Regions from separate parts of the Mus musculus genome. Here region 2 is linked to region 1. Evidence: chromatin contacts called from public promoter capture Hi-C data. All regions are on one chromosome and are shown on one strand. Each heading gives the region's core, a stretch centred on a gene start, on an enhancer-like site or on the middle of the called end of the contact. The rest is flanking DNA. Distances are from core to core; before and after follow the strand shown.

Region 1 (3,365 bases), core at 243-2,742:
AAATATAGAAAGGATTAGCTCCCAGTGGGTGCTGACCCTGACTGGGAGGATCTCGGATCAGGCTTCCTGTGGCTGAGTCCCAGCTAGTCTCACAAGCTGCTGCCCTTTCCTAACACTTAAGCCCAGGCAGGATCTCCACGCTAAGATACAAAGTGGCCAACTGCCTATCTATGCATATGCTTGCCCCTGTGTACTTAGAGTTTTACTTAACTGAAAAATACCTAAGAGCATTTCTGGCTGCTCCAGAATAGGAAGAGCTGGTGTGGTTTAGCCTTGGTGAGGATAAAGCCCCTAGAGTGCTCTGAAGTACAACTGAGGGAAAAAAAAAAAAAAAAAAACAACTTAAAAATGTGTGCATATGTTGAAGGAAAAATAAAAGAACAAAGAACTGGATTACATCTTGTTTTATGCCTCTTCGCCAAAGGTTTTCCTAGGACAGAACGCACAGGAGCTGCCAGGAGGCTCCTTCTGGTTTAAGGCCACCTGCTTGCCTTTGATCACGGCACAGTCACGCGTTCAGGGACACACCTTTTATGTCTCAGAGACTCGGGCCTGAGTTGCTCCTTGCGGACACTGATTCTTTTCCTTGGGCTTCCTTCTATGCTCACGTTGGGGCCTTACTGTATGTGGGCTGATGCTCAAACCGATGCTGCATTTATCAGTTTGTACGCGTGTCGGGGGCTGTGTAACTTATTTGTCAGTGGTTCATGAATATTATAGAGCCATTGTTCAGCCTAGAGAAACGGAGGACCAGAAGGTACAAATCCCATCGCTGTCCACCCCACTGAGCCCCGCCTCCCCAAGGGGCGTAGCAGACAGGCCTGTTTGGGGGTTATCTGTAGAATGTAGATCCAACTTCTCCCTTTGGAAGGTAATGAAAGAAGACATCTTTTTGTCAGCATTATCTGAAAGGTGACCCTCTTAATCAACCCGTGTAAAGTTTGCATTTTGAAACTATTTCTACTCTCCTAGGTCCCGCAAGCCTGGAAGGCAAGACCCTGCCCCTTACCTCGCCCTAATTTGGAGGACAAGAGGATGTGCGGAAGAGACTGTCCCATCTGCCCCGGGACAGTACACAAGCAACCACAATACAAACTAGGCCTTGCTCTTACTTGTCTTGCTCAACTCCTACCCGTTTTCCGCCCCGAGTCCCGGGTGCCAATCAGCCCCCAGTTCGGCGCTGCGGACACTCACCACGCCACTCGAGGGACGGTTCCTGGATGTGAGTCAAATCTTGGGCGATGCCCTGGTGAATCCCCAGCAGCAGCAGCTGTTGCAGCCAGAGCAGCTGCAGCATCGCTAACCATTGCACCATCAGGCACGCTAGGTGACACCCACGGGAATCAGAACCGTGTCCCCTGCTCTGGACTAGGCTGCAGGAGGCAAGAGAAGCTACCACTCTTCTTGAGGACCACGCCATCCCAGAGCCCTGGAGATGAACTCGCCTCCCTTGTCGCCACAGCGTGTACACTTGGGACTCTGGGCGTGGAGACGCAAATAGCGGAGTTTTCGCCGCCCCGCCCACACTGCTTTGGGGAGGGAGCAGGAAAAAGGGCCGGGCCCTGTGCAGCTTAAACACTCTGGCCTTTTGGGGTTAGGAGAAAGTAGGGCTAAAGCAGCACCGTGGCTCCCCTTCCCTGCTCCATGAGTGCTCAAACTTCTCTCTCGGATTTGCTGCAATTCCTGGTCACCCGTCCCCAGTGTGGGTGAGCGAGCTAATCCTCTCCAGGAGAAGAAACCTGCCCACTGGATTTGCAAGGGTTTGGCTGCCGGCAGAGGAGTCAAAAGAGCTGCCGGGTGAACTCAGGCCCGGGATGCCTCTGGAATGCAGAGCACAGGAGACACCTAGGGGCCCAACCTGGTCTTCAACATTGCTCCAGAGTAACCAGAAGTCACCTTCAGTATCCAGCTTTATCCTATTTTAAAATAACCCCAGGCTTCCGTTTTCTTAGATCATCTTCATCTAATCAAATATCCCACACTGTAGAGTTGAAGAACCCAGTCAGAAAGGTGTGTGACTGGATCTCGGTTACTCCTTAACTCAACAAAACTTACTCCCTAAATTAGTAGACAACAACAAATAAATACAAAACATCAGGCTGCCCAAACCGTGACCAGTCGCAGTCTTTCTAACTGCCCACCTTCCCCGCCAAATAACTAACATTTATTATACAGGAAGCATTCAATACATAAGAGAGCAAGCAGTCTGATACAAGGCCCTTGCCTAAGTAAGACCTTGGCATAGCGGGTAAAACAGAAGTGGGAAGACAGTAAAAGGGAACCTGGGGGAAAGGAGGACAGATGATGGGATCTTGGAGGACCTGTCTTACTTTGCCAATAACAAAACCGACAATTACAGTGCCAGACTCAGGAAATATGCCTCTGCCTACAAGGTATGCATAGCCAGGAGTGATGGTCGGAGGGAGATAGGGCCTTAGTCTTGCTGGAACCTAGACAGCTTGCTGGTGGAGGTTAAGTAAGCCTTGAGTTCTGTGAGCTAGCAAGATGTGTATACTTCAGTCACAGTGAGAGTCTTGAGAAGTCTTGGGATTGGAGGTATCAGGGGCATGGCTTAAGGAAAGATGTCTGGTTGTCCTCTGAGAAGGAAATTGAAGGACTAAGGCTGAAGAGGAAGACGAGAGAAGACTCAATGTGTACTTCTCGAGTCTATAGAATAGCAGTATACACAGAAGTCTTTCCTGACAATAGGCAGAAAACGCATGTTGTGAGCACCGCATACCACACAGTCTGCAGTCACCAACCCCGACTTTCTCTCTGTTGGCCTCGAACCACACTACTGTGGGAATGTTGCCTGTAGTGGGAAGATTCAGTCCTCATTAAGATGACTGGCATCAGTTGTGGCAGGCAGATGCAATCCATGTGGCCTAATTAGATAACCGAGTTGGTTGCTGATATTAATCTCTGAAGGAAGCAGGGCAGTGAGACCAAAGGGGAGCAAGACAGGAGGAACTGGAATGGGCTCTGATGGTCACACCACGAGTGGTGATGTGGGAAGGAGAGGCTGGCTGAGACCAGAAGTGGTGAGAAACAAAGGTTAGGATGAAGCATTTATCAGAGAGGATGTGTGACAAGCTGGAACAATGCAGCCACCAGGCACCCTAGGACAGCAGGCACCATGGTTAAGCCTTTAAATTGGTAGGGCCTCAAGTTTAGCTTCTGTATAATGAGGCAGGGGAGTCTTTCCCCATCCATGCAAATAATATTCTGAAGTGGCAGAGCCCTGACTAGGAGGAGAAGAGAGGGAAATAAGTCATATTTCATCCTCAGAGCAATTAGTATAATGAAGAGGGGTGAAGACAGCTTCCTGGCCTATGACACTGCATATCATACTCAACATTAAAGAC
Region 2 (3,271 bases), core at 299-2,798, 1.0 Mb after region 1:
AAAATGTGATGTATGTACCCCACACTCCAGCCACAATGAAGGAAATTCTGCCATTGGTGATAATCTGAGTAAATCTAGACAACATGAATGACGAAAAAATTAGGATAAGTACAGATAAATGAATACCCAGGGATCTCATTTATGAAATCTGCAAAAGTAGATTCTACAGAAATAGAGAGTTGAATGGTAGCTACCAGAGGCAGAAGTAGTTGGAGGAGGGTAAGGAAGAGCTATTGATTAAAGATTATAAAAGTGTAGTTGGGAGGAATAATATCAAGTTTGATAACTATAGTTAATGATTCTATGTTACAATATAAGGGGTGCTAAGTATTCTTTTTGTAATAATAACCATGTGAGGTGACACATTTGTTAATTACCTGGATTTAACTACTATGTGTGCATATGCTTCAAGATATCTTACTGTATATGAGAAGCGTATAGTTTTAAAACCATCTTATTTTAAAATGTGTTTAAAAATAAAAGTGTTCTCTATTGGCACTTAACGTCCATGAAATGAAAGTAGAGCAATACAACATTAAAGCTCCGCCTATGATTCAGGTGTTTCCCTGGGGTGGCTAAATGAACACCATAAATGAGAGCACCATCGTGCCATTATCGGTAGGTGCCAGCAGTTCACAGCAATGAGGGAGGGAGATCAGGAAGGCTCAGTGATGGGAGCACTGGCCAACAGAGGACGTGGCAGTATACAGCAGATATAAAAAGGGATTTCCTATAAAGGCCTGATTTGAGAACCTAACAGAGTCAGATCATGCCTCTCTCTCTTCCACTACCTCCACTTCCAAGTTGCTTTCTGTATACAGACACCTCTGGCTAAAGCATTTTTTTTACTTCAAGGCTGACCTAGTGTTCCTTTTAATTGTATGTAAATTGTTTCTGTAGCCAACTCACTACTGTGATACAGTTCCGCACTGAAGATTTGACAGGGAAAATGCCTGGAACGCATCTTTACCTTGCCCGACTTGTGGATTAACACAGTCACAGAGAGGGAGATGCTGCTTCGGAAGCGAAACGATGAGCAGGCTGCTGCTGGGCAGAATATGAGAGAAAAAGAACAGGTTGTGCCTGTTTATTGCTGCTTGGTGTTGTTCCCAAATAAATGGATGCTAATTGAGAGGGAGTGTGGCTTCATATTTTATGACACCCCGGGTATATGCTAGGAAGTCTCAGGAGAGGTGATTTAAATTAAAGCTAATGTTGAACTCCACTTAATTAGCATTGCTGTGGATGATTTCATTTTTTTTCCCTGCTAAGGGAAGAATGTGCGAGGTTACTGTTTTCCTGTTGCAAATACTAAACTATATGACGGAGGTGAAGAAGTTATTTCAGAAATGAATGACTTGCTGGCAAAAGAGAACCAGACAAGGATGGCATGTTACTAATTAAGATGAGTGATGTACGAGCCAGATGGAAGGAATACAGATTAGAACAATGGAAAGAAATCCTCAGAATGACACCATTATTTTGGAAACTATTGTAAATCAGCCAGGGGTGGAGACTACAAGCAATTTCCCTGACAAATGAACCAGTCACCCTGAACATCCTGTAGGAGGCACATGATGGAGAGTCCATACTAAAACCTTGAATGTTCATCTCTACCTAATGAGAACCTAAAAGTCTAGCAGGAGAGTGACTAGCCCTCACATTTGCCAGATCCTGCCAGTCAGTACGACAATTACTCTAACATTGGCCTCCCTTCATCTTCAGCTCTACCACTCGCCTTTATCTTTTTTTCACATTTGTGTGTACGCTGTGCAGACTTTATGCATCTGATCAAGTTTCTTCCTTGAGTGCCAGGGAAGGAGTTGCCATGTTGGCTACAACAAAGGGGCTGAGACAGTCTCTGATCTCCTTTTCTATGAGACCATCTCTCAATTTGGAATCCTAGCTTCTCTCCAGTCAGACAACAGTCCTGAATTTATCTCCCAAGTTTCTCGAACCCTATCTAAAGTACTCAACATCCCTTGGTATTTTCATATTCTGTATTACTCCTAGTCCTCAGGAAAGATAGAATGGACTAACCTTTCCTTTAAAACCACCCTTCCTTGTCAAACTGAACTTCAGAGCACACGATTGGTTTGTTGTGATATAGCCTTCTGACCATTGCATCAGGCACAAATACTCCAGAAGCATTTTTTGCAGATTAAGAGAGAAATAAGTGGACCAGAGAAGAAATACAAGTGTGTAATGATCCTACAAACTATTTGCTAAGTGGCCTGTCCTGCTCAAAGTCTCAGGAGAAAAATTCTGAAGTTGGCCAGTACTCAGTTACCTACCTCTGCCAAAGTGGACGACTGCCATCTCAGAATCAAGATGATTATTCAGCTCTCTGACGCAAGTCAAACACACTCCCATCTCCTGCTCACAAGGCGCCAACATAAAATGGATGCTGAACTGGGAGAACAGGTGTGTTTGTGCTTGGAGAAAGCAGCCAGGGATATGAAAATGACTTAGCAGCTGGTGGGAAAGAAGATTGAAGTTGTGCCAGGCAAAAGGTGCTTTTCCCCTAATTATGCAAAAGCTTTAATTTCATTGATCATATTGTTCCCTTCTTTCTCCCTCTAAATGATATGAAATCTATATAACAACTCTTTGGGGAAGTCCAAATCATTGCCAGGGATGCTTAATAAGGGAGCGAGGGGCAGAAAACACTCTTAGGTGAATGACCTTGCTATTTTATGAGCATTTGTGAACTGTGGTAAGATTAATTAGCAGGGAAAACACATTTAAAATGAGATGTAGTCATTAGAGCTCAAAAATCTGTCAATAGACCCAGGGAACCTGAAAAGCTCTTTAATATCCCCGCCGCTATTAAACTATTGACATTTATTCATTCTTCTCATTTGATAAAAATGTATCAACCAACAGTGCCTTGGCGGGCACTGAACCATACTTAACGAAACATAGGTTGAAAAATATAGTTCCTACTTTCTATAGTGGCTCACAATGTAGGCATGAAAAAAATGATCTGCCCTCACTCCTCTGAGGTGTGAAAGAGGCAGTGATTTAGATAGAACATGATTCCAAGGTCAGTCTGTCTTTTCATTTAAGGTGGAAAGATAATTTTCTAAGTTGAGTCTTAGGTGAACTTGATGATTTGTAAAAACAACAAAAACAACTTGGTAAAGGATTTTAATTAAGGGCAAGAAGCTTACTCACTCACATGGAGCAGTGACCCTCGGGTTTATGGCATCCCCTAGCATTGCTCTGTAACATACAAGTGGTCCCATATAAGTATGTTTGCAAGATATGC

Evidence for each region. Promoter capture Hi-C pulls out the DNA fragments that hold promoters and counts their contacts.
Region 2: a contact with region 1 is called in a promoter capture Hi-C map of embryonic stem cells, with 3 times the contacts expected there. The contact joins the enhancer-like site here to the promoter of Pla2r1 in region 1. A contact is called at or near these places in 8 of 39 promoter capture datasets (the C10 cell line, cranial neural crest, embryonic stem cells and 3 more) and 1 of 9 other capture datasets (embryonic stem cells).

The regions. Positions count from the first base shown.
Region 1 is chr2:60,551,816-60,555,180 of GRCm38.p6, forward strand. It overlaps Pla2r1 (phospholipase A2 receptor 1), which reads right to left and starts at 1,493. Exons shown (of 30, transcript NM_008867.2): 1 at 1,195-1,493. The coding sequence starts at 1,315. Gm13583 (a long non-coding RNA gene) reads left to right here. Exons shown (of 3, transcript XR_374557.4): 3 at 973-1,201.
Region 2 is chr2:61,554,498-61,557,768 of GRCm38.p6, forward strand. No RefSeq gene overlaps it. Among named protein-coding and RNA genes, the nearest start is that of Gm33841, 23 kb to the left of the region's middle. Within about 2 kb of position 1,549, at least 10 of the 459 cell types and tissues checked have an H3K27ac peak or open chromatin away from gene starts, as enhancers often do.